2 separate regions of the Oryctolagus cuniculus genome follow, and region 1 is linked to region 2. The links are chromatin contacts, called in public Hi-C maps. All regions are on one chromosome and are shown on one strand. Each heading gives the region's core, a stretch centred on a gene start, on an enhancer-like site or on the middle of the called end of the contact. The rest is flanking DNA. Distances are from core to core; before and after follow the strand shown.

Evidence for each region. A called contact is a pair of places that touch in the nucleus more often than the background predicts.
Region 1: a Hi-C map of embryonic fibroblasts shows a contact between it and region 2, with 2.8 times the contacts expected there. The contact joins two enhancer-like sites. A contact is called at or near these places in 5 of 6 Hi-C or Micro-C datasets (ear pinna, embryonic fibroblasts, psoas muscle and 2 more).

The regions. Positions count from the first base shown.
Region 1 is chr8:57,087,644-57,092,031 of mOryCun1.1, forward strand. HADH (hydroxyacyl-CoA dehydrogenase) reads right to left here. Exons shown (of 8, transcript XM_002717172.5): 4 at 2,354-2,480; 5 at 1-64. Among named protein-coding and RNA genes, the nearest start is that of HADH, 38 kb to the right of the region's middle. Within about 2 kb of position 1,603, at least 1 of the 8 cell types and tissues checked has an H3K27ac peak or open chromatin away from gene starts, as enhancers often do.
Region 2 is chr8:56,462,699-56,467,548 of mOryCun1.1, forward strand. No RefSeq gene overlaps it. Among named protein-coding and RNA genes, the nearest start is that of RPL34, 14 kb to the right of the region's middle. Within about 2 kb of position 2,328, at least 1 of the 8 cell types and tissues checked has an H3K27ac peak or open chromatin away from gene starts, as enhancers often do.

The sequences.
Region 1 (4,388 bases), core at 353-2,852, 620 kb after region 2:
GGGCTTTGGTAAAGTCCACCAGGGATTCAAACGTCTTCTGGCTGGTCATTGGGGTTTTAATGACCTGGAGATGCAAAGCAGAGAACTTTGATCAGAGAGTCAGCAAACAGCCTCCAGAGAACAGGTCAAGGACACACTGATGGCAAGGGTCCATGCAGGCAGCAACACAGGGACATGAGGCAAGAGACAGCATTTTCAGACAACAGAGTCCTACAGAATGTACCAAATCAGAGCTTAAAATGCAAGAGAGGAGAGAGTGTTTTACAGGCTCTGTCTGAGGCAGACCTGGGCTCAGCTCCCAGTAGCACTACTTTCTGGCTATGTGACCCTGGACATGTTTCTTGAACTTGAAATGACGCTGACTCACTCTATCCACGTAGAGGAGGTGAGGAGGGAATGCAATCAGATCAGGGGGTAGAGCAGCAGAGCACAGCTCCTGGGAGGTACGGAGCGCTCAGCGAATGCTGGTTTTTGCTACTGTTTTACTGCTATGATTAATTACTGCAGGCTGGTGACTGGACGCCTAGGGGAGAATGATGACTGCCCTTCCAGTTCTCGGCAGGGAACCCACCTTCTCGTGTGAGAGAGGAGGAGCCCCAGAGAGATGGCGGGATCTGCCCGTATCACGGGTCCCTGGGACTCCTAGAGGAGTGCTCCACCCATCCCGCCACCTCCCACGCAGAGGCCCTGGGCCCGACAGCCCTTTGAAATGGGCAAGGCTTAATCCACAGCACAGAGGGCCCACCTGCTCGGCAGCAGGCACAGGGCTTGGCATGGTCTGCTCTCAGGGAAGGCTTCGGCCTTCAATCTGCCAGGAACGAGATCTGGTGAACGACAAGGCCCTGGAAACTATCAACTGAACTGATTTCCAATTTAAATGGCAGTGAGCAGCCTCCACCAGCAGAGCCAACGCAAGCTCAGCTTCTCCACCGGGCGCTTTATGTGATCTTAGGCAAGTGGGGGTTAGGATACGGGACAGACCCTGTGGATGGAGGAGGGCTTCTGGCTCGGTGAGCTGGCGTCTGCAAGGGTGAGAAGAGGGCTGCTACCACTCCAGCCTGGGGTGGCGGTGTTAGGACACTAAAGGGCAGGAGAGAGTGGAACAAGAAACAGGTACCACTGAGCTGGAGAGGAGGAGTGGGCTGAGATGACCCAGCAACCGCCTGGCAGGGACCACGATGAAACAGCAGTGCTGGCACTACCTGGAGCTGGAAAAGAGCGCCAGGAAGAAGCCACTGCTTTAAGAGAGTCAGTGGTAAAGGTTTGCTTACTGGACCAGGAGTGACGCAGGTTCACGCATTCATGCAACAAACAGCATGGTGCTGCAGATTCGGCTTAGAGTCCCCAGAGTCTAGGGGAAAACCCTCGCTTGCTTTCTCTATTTAAATGAGTGCAGTCAGTCCCAGGGAGAGGTGAGGGGCACTCTGTTGGGATGCGGCCCCCGCTGGTGCTCCCGGGCAGCAGCACGCGTGACAGCCCGTTACAGAGCACACACCGGGCACAGAAGAGCATTTCGAGGAAAGAGTTTCTAGACAACAGTAACATTTGCTAAGCGGTAGCTGGGAACCACCCACATTCTACACTTCCAGAGATGCTGGCGGACGTTCTCAGAGGAACACGCTGGAATATAACCTCCTCAGACTTTACGGTAATGCGACACAGTGGCTAAGGAACCAACCAGGCCCGTGCCCTCTAACGTGGACAACTCCATCCTCCACACCAGGGGAAATGCTGCAGCTTCCACCGCCCGGGCCCTGCCCTTCATGGCTCAACTTCTCCAAAGAGGCCAAAGGCAATGGGAGGGAACAAGGTTAGCAGGGCACTCAGATTCCTACTGTAGGATGGGCCAGGTGGCACTTGAGACGGACAGGAAAATACGGCCACCGTTATGACTGATTAAAAAAAAATGCTTCTGCTGGGGGTAGGGGCACAGAACAGGGAGAGAGGCAGGAAAAGGGGCTGGGGGAGAACGCAGGAGGCACACAGACCCCATCCACACTCCCATGAGGCCGGGCTGGTCTCTGGGGTTTGCCTGGCTCCACCCAGCAGCATCCCCCACACTTTGCACGGCAATAACCCCTCACCCTCAGAACAAATGCTATTTTAATAGCGGCTGTGCCTGAGACCCTGTAATTAGCCCACTTAAAGGGCAAGCCGCCACATTTCGGGTACAAATTGTCTACCCTGACTCCGTCTCCCTCCTGTGCAGGTATCCAAGCAGGCAAGCAGAAGCAGCCCAAACAGTAACCCTGGGGGGGCCCTCCTAGGGCCCTAGGAATCCACCCGGGGCTTCGGGGACTCGGGGCTGAGATGGCTGGCAGAGCAAGCAGACATCGCGGCGGGCTGCACTGACCTCCACAAGCTTCATCACGGGCACCGGGTTGAAGAAATGCAGGCCAGCGAAGCGGTCCTGTCTGGTGGTGGCATTGGCTATGCTTGTGATCTGCAGGGAGGAAGTGTTGCTGGCAAAGATCGTTTGTCTGTGAAGAGAACAGCGGGGCGTCACTGCGAGTCTCCTCCTGGGGGTGGCGCTGCACATGGTGCGCATGGCGCCTGCCAACTGCCCACTCTGCTGTCCCAGCCCGCTGAGCACGGGGGAAAGGCACATCTCCAAACAGCAGGCCGAGAGCAAGGGACTTCAGTTTTATTTAAATTTTGAAATTCTAAATGAAGTTACCTGTTCCAAATGAATGCTTAATCTTCACCAATATTTCCTTAATTTTTCAGGATCAAAGTTTCTCCTGTCTAGTTGTATTAGTTGAATTTTATGGTTTGCAAAGAAAAAAGGAGGCAGCTAATTGGTCAAGCTACTTAACCAACCTCAGTCAGAAAATGAAATTCTAAGTGATCAAAGACAAAGAAAAAAAAAGGTACAATGGACCACAGATATCTAAACTCAACACAAAGCTGTAAACAAATACATAAATCCTCAATGAAAAATATCTAATTTTCCTTTATATGGGAATTAAGATGAAAATAGAAAGAAACCAATATGGTCTAAGACATTTTCAGCTTACACAGGCAGATAAGGGATAAGATATACCTACACACATGGTACACGTTCAAGGAATTCTGCTTAAAGAATCTCCTGCATATGATGGTAAACTTGACAATTAAAAACATCCATACTTACTTACACAAAATTTACCTTTTCAAGACAACAATACATGGGGCCAATGTGGCAAAGCAGGTAAAGCTGCCACCTGGCAGTATACCATATGGGTGCTGGTTCATGTCCCAGCCACTCCACATTTGATTCAGCTCCCTGCCTGGGAAAAGCAGTGGAAAATGGCCCATGTGTTTAGGCCCTTGCTACCAACTTGGGAGACCTGGAAGAAGCTCCTGGTTCCTGGTTTCCACCTGGCCCAGCACACTGGGGAGTGAATCAGAGGATCCAAGATTAATTCTCATTCTCTCTCTCTCTTCCCCTCCCTGCCTTCCTCCATCCTTCTATGATTCTGACTTTCAAAATAAATACAAATAAATCTTGAAAAAAAAGAAAAAGAAAGACTACAGTACAGTGGAGCACCTTGATAACCCAATCTTTAAGCCAAGATAGGCAAGATTGTTATGCTTGCCTATGGCGCCACCTTGTGGATAAAAGTACACAAAAACTGCCTGATGGTAATCCCCTACATAGAAGGGCAGGGAAAGGAAGGGTGAGTGGTCCCTTACTGACTACAGTCCCAGGGTTCCTGTGTGCCAAGAGGCAATACTACAGTCTGAATGAAATCAGGCCAGGTGGGAGGAGACAAAGACGGCAGAAGAAACCTGTACCCGGGATAGGAGAGAAGCCTGGGGTGAGGCGAGAGGCTAGTTTATGTAGGTAGAGAGAAAGATCCCTTACTCAAACACCTTCCCATTTAGGCACTTTCAAGGCCAGGCAGAGGGACTTCTACTTTAAAAAAAAAAGTTAAGGTTTTAAAATATTAGTTTTCAAAGTTTCTTGCTCTTTGTCAATGAGGGAAATAAGGTAAACCAGATCTCTGTTGTAACACCTTGTGCAGCTGACACAGCGCTCTGGCCAGTGCTCTGAACCACCCGATAGCAGGGCACACTGGACCCAATGCAGAGCTAGCAGGGGCTCCAAGCTTCCCTTAAGAAAGGGTTATTTTGGGGCCCGTGTTGTGGCACAGCAGGTTAAGCTGCCGCCTGTGACACCAGCATCCCTTATGGGCACCAGTTTGAGTCCCAGCTGCTCCACATCTGATCCAACTCCTTGTTAATGTACCTGGGAAAACAGCAGAAGATGGCCCAAGTGCTTGGGCCCCTACCACCCATGTGGGAGATCCAGATGAAGATTCTGGCTCCACCCCCAGTTGAGGCCATTTGGGGTGTGAATCAGCAAATGGAAGATCTATCTCTTCCTCTCTGTTACTCTTTCAAAT
Region 2 (4,850 bases), core at 1,078-3,577:
TAAATATATAACAATCTGATCGGGTATTGGAAAATCATGTAGGACTCAGGGGAATTTGCTGAGCAGAAATGATCTATGTGTTACAGACGGTCCAGCACTGATGCCCCAACAAATTTCCTAAACATGTCATAGGTGCTACCTGGTTTGAACTAAGCTACTTGACCGTGAGCTCCTGGAAGGCACTTAGAGGTCTTGTATTCACCTTGAGAGCTGAGCTCCATTCCAGTGTCTGGAGCATCATGAATGCTCAATTTATTGGCAGGACAAATAAAATGAATTAGTGAGTTCATGAACAGGAGACTTTGGAGATCACTAGTCTAATCTGGAACTAGCAAACGACTTACCCAAGATCATAGAAATAGCGGCAGAGCCAGTTCTACAGCCTAGGCTTCTGATCTTCTAATACAACACTACTTCACTGTAGCAGGGATCTTCAGATTGGAGTAAAACATTCATGGGGCACCATTAATGTTCCAAGAGGGTACTGGGGCATTGCTAGTTTTAAGGAAAACAATTACTACATTATCAGCCTCCACCTGCGCTCTTTCCTACAATTGACCCCTCTGAGAAAATTTCATTCCAATTCTTCCAGTGCTCCTTTTTACAATAACTCTTCTCCCATTGTAGAAAAGAAAGGAAACCTCAAACCCTGATGATGGTCCATGGTGCTTGACTAGAGGGATATAAAATTAAAGGCAGTAAAATGGACCATCTTAAATATGGGGTCAGCACAGCCTCTTCCAAGCAGAGCACCTCTTATGGCCTTCTGTCCACTCAGAGCCAGAGTCAGACATACCCACAATGCCTCACAGGACTCAGGGCAAGAATGCCAATATGGGCCAAAATATCTTATGTCTAAATCAAGTTGACAAATGGCTCAAGAAGATATGTTCTGTCCTCCCACTTTGACAACCGTACCTCCCAAACCTCACTTCAATAGCTGGGTTTGATTTTAGAATTCTAGGGCTCTTCGGTTTCTCTGCCTAAAACATGGCAGTGCAGGAGCAGCCCATTCCCTGCCCAGCCCCCTGGTCCTTCTCACAATTGAGGGGACTCATGTGTAGGTCTGTAGACAACTCAGCCCAGTGTCCAAGCTCCATCCACACACCCTTCAGGCACCCTCAGACCTATGGATGAGCTTGTCCAAGACACAATCCTCCCTTGAGATGGCCAGAGAGGAGGAATGCTCAGGCACTGCCAATTAATGTCTAGAAGGGGATCAGGTTTTGGGGATCAGCAGCCCCCTGGTCCCCTGATGTTTCCTTGTGGTGTGAGATACTGGCAGGGGACAGCCACAGCAGCCCCCTAATGCATGGGACCCCGAGTAGTGGTCCCTCTTGCCCAGATCTGAGGGTCATATTGGTTCTAACTGTAACATACAATCTGGCACCCTGTGAACTCCTTACTCTCATTTCTAACGTTCTCTCCCTCAGCTCCATCTACCTGGCACCCTCCTGCCGTCAAACCATTCTCTGCTCAGAAAGCCCTTTCCCAGATATCTTCATGGTTCCTTTCTCTCAACCTTCAGGCTTTTCTTAAACGTCCCCTCCTTGGGAAGGTCTTCCCTCACAATATTCAAATTGAAGACTGAGCCAGCTCTGTGGCACAGCAGGTTAACGCCTTAGCATATGGGCACCAGTTCGAGACCCAGCTGCTCCACTTCAGACCCAGCTCTCTGCTATGGCCTGGGAAAGCAGTGGAGGATGGCCCAAGTCCTTGGGCCCCTGCACCCGCATGGGAGACCTGGAAGAAGCTCCTGGCTCCTGGCTTCGGATCGGTGCAGCTCCGGCCGTTGTGGCCAATTGGGGAGTGAACCATTGGATGGAAGACCTCTCTCTCTCTCTCTCTCTGCCTCTCCTCTCTTTGTGTAACTCTGACTTTCAAATAAATAAATCTTTTTTAAAAATAAAAATAAAATAAATTGCAAAACAGAAGTTGGGAGCTTGGATCTCAATCCAGGACTCCTATCTGATCACTTGAGCCACTGCTGCTGTCCTCCAGGGTCTACATTGCTCCAATGTGGATGCTGGCATCTTAACCACCAGCCTAAATATGTACTCCTTGTTCATTCATTTGTTGTTTGTGAGTCCTCCACTAGGGCAAGGATTTTTATCTATATTGTTCATCCCAGTGCCTAAAATATTACCCAGTTCATAGCCAATGTCTTAAAAATAAAAATTGACTGATAAAAAAATGATGGCAAGTCTTTCCCTGTCTTCCCCATACAGGAAACTGAGGCACTGGAGCAGGTCCTTCTGGCCCATACTGGGAACTCCCTGAACTCAGATGTAATGTAGATAGTGTTGACATGAGCAGGCAGATAGGATTAATTAGATTCATGAGCTGGAAAACCACACCCCTTCCTGCCGCCTGTGTGATCTCATGCACCTAACTGTTGATTAAATTACATAATCACTCCCCTTTGGAAGTGATTAAAAGATGTGGATCACGCTGGGTCAGCCCCCTTGTTGTCCCATGCCTTCTGGCACATGGCCTCCTGGCCCCACCTCTCTCTCCTTTCTGTCCACCCACTATGCTACCAGTGCCTACTCCTAACCCACGCTTCGCTCCACTTGGCTCCCAGCCTGCTCTCTGCCTGGTATGGACCCAGCTTATACTTTTACACTTCTTTCTCCCTTAAATAAAGCCCTCACCTTCCTTCGCACCTTCTCTCACTAAAAAAATACTAAAACTTACCTTCTTGCCTGTTTTATTTGAGCTGATATTCAGAATTTTTATCTAAACAGATAGCAAGGACCCTTAAGATATTAATATTAAAATAATTAATAACAACAGTGTGGGGACAATGATGTCAACATCCTTCTCACTTTTCACCACCTGAAATTGTCAAAGAATGCATCACTCCTGGGCGAGAGTCCCTTGAGACTGAAGCAGAGAACAGACTGAAGGGGCAGCCACAGGGGAACTGGGTGGCAGCTCTCCATGACTCTCTTTGGCTCTCTTGTAGAACTGTGAGAATTACTTATCAGTAAGGGATACTCAAGGAAATAGAACAGCAATATATGTCAAAGAAAAGGAATTCAGCTATTGGAAGAGCCTGTATTTTAAAAAGTTTCTGCTATCTAGCTTTTATTCAATATATTAAATCAAACCATTTTCTTCAAAATTATCAAAATGTTCATTCTACTGGCAATGATACACTTTAGAAGGCTATAAATTACTAAAGAAAATGTTTAGATGATGATCTAAAAATGTGCAAGGGTCTACATAGCTTTTCAGATTCTCGAAGGGGTATGTAAGCAACAAGAAATAAAGATCATTGTACTCTACCAGTTTTCATGGTATACGGCCATGTACCAAATCATGTCAGTGTTTAGAGAGATGGGGAAAAAGCAATCATTTTATTTTTTCCCATCACCCTTTGGGCTAATTAGACTTAAGACAGTTTTCTGCTTGCCTTACTTGAGGTCTCTTATGCAGTTGCAGTCCAATGGCAGTTGTCACTAGAAGCAGGGTCACCCAGCACAAAGTCCTCAAGCTATGACCTGCAGGCCAAATCCGACCTGACATCAGTATTTGCAAATAAAGCTTTACTGGAACATGGCATTTACATGGAACAGTCATTTATGAATTGTCCACGGCTACTTTCACTCTATGAAGGTCACAATTGAATAGTTGTGACAGAGACCATGTGGCCTGCAGAGTCCTTATACAACCTACATTAAAATGCAATAAACATTTGAATTTTCTTCAAGACCATTTGTTCTTTAAGCATGTCAAGCTGTAAGCTTACTCCCAACCCTACAGAGTTAAGAGGGCCCTCGGGCTATTTGTACAGGCCAAGGAATACAGAAGCTGAATGAAGGTCAGGGGAATTCAGTCAATAAGTTTGATCCTTTCCCTCCTTTATAGAAGGCTGGTGCCCAAGTTATCTAGGGAGTTGCATAATTTAAATATCTCCTGATGCAGAGGAGTTTCTTCAACTAAAGCAGTTTACAGAGCTTTTCTCTCAGTGATCTCCCTTAGGATGCAAAAAGTGGCATGGATCTTCTGGCCCTAGGGACAATATAAGTGCTCTAAGAGCTGTGTGCTGACAGGCTTGGTCCTTCCTAGTGACTAACAAGTTGTTCACACATTTCAGATTTATTGGGCTCTAAATATTGAGAGTGAACTGGGTTGCATGAATTAATTTTATTTGTAATATAAGCTGTCTGTTGACTTAAGGCAATTGCACATATTAATTCCTATGTTTGGAATGTTCTACATACTTGTCACCCAGCTAGTGTCTGCTTATCCTTGCTCTAACCTTAAACATCACCTCCATAGAAGAATACACCTTACCTGTCCATGAAGTTCTTAAATTGACCCACAGCACTATGAACTTTCCTTTATGATTTTTTTTTTTAATTTTTTTTTTATTTTTTGACAGGCAGAGTGGACAGTGAGAGAGAGAGAGAGAGAGAAAGGTCTTCCTTTGCTGTTGGTTCACCCTCCAATGGCCGCCACGGCCGGCGCGCTGAGGCTGGCGCACGGCGCTGATCCGATGGCAGGATCCAGGAGCCAGGTGCTTTTCCTGGTCTCCCATGGGGTGCAGGGCCCAAGCACCTGGGCCATCCTCCACTGCACTCCCTGGCCACAGCGGAGAGCTGGTCTGGAAGAGGGGCAACCGGGACAGAATCCGGTGCCCCAACCGGGACTAGAACCCAGTGTGCCAGCGCCGCAAGGCAGAGGATTAGCCTAGTGAGCCGCGGCGCCGGCCTCCTTTATGATTCTTATCCCAACGTGTGCAACTATCAGTGAGTTTGAGGTTCCTCCTTTACCGTTATCCCCCCTATGTACAATGTGGCAATGGGACAGTCTAGTCCACTTTGGTGAACCCTGTATTAATA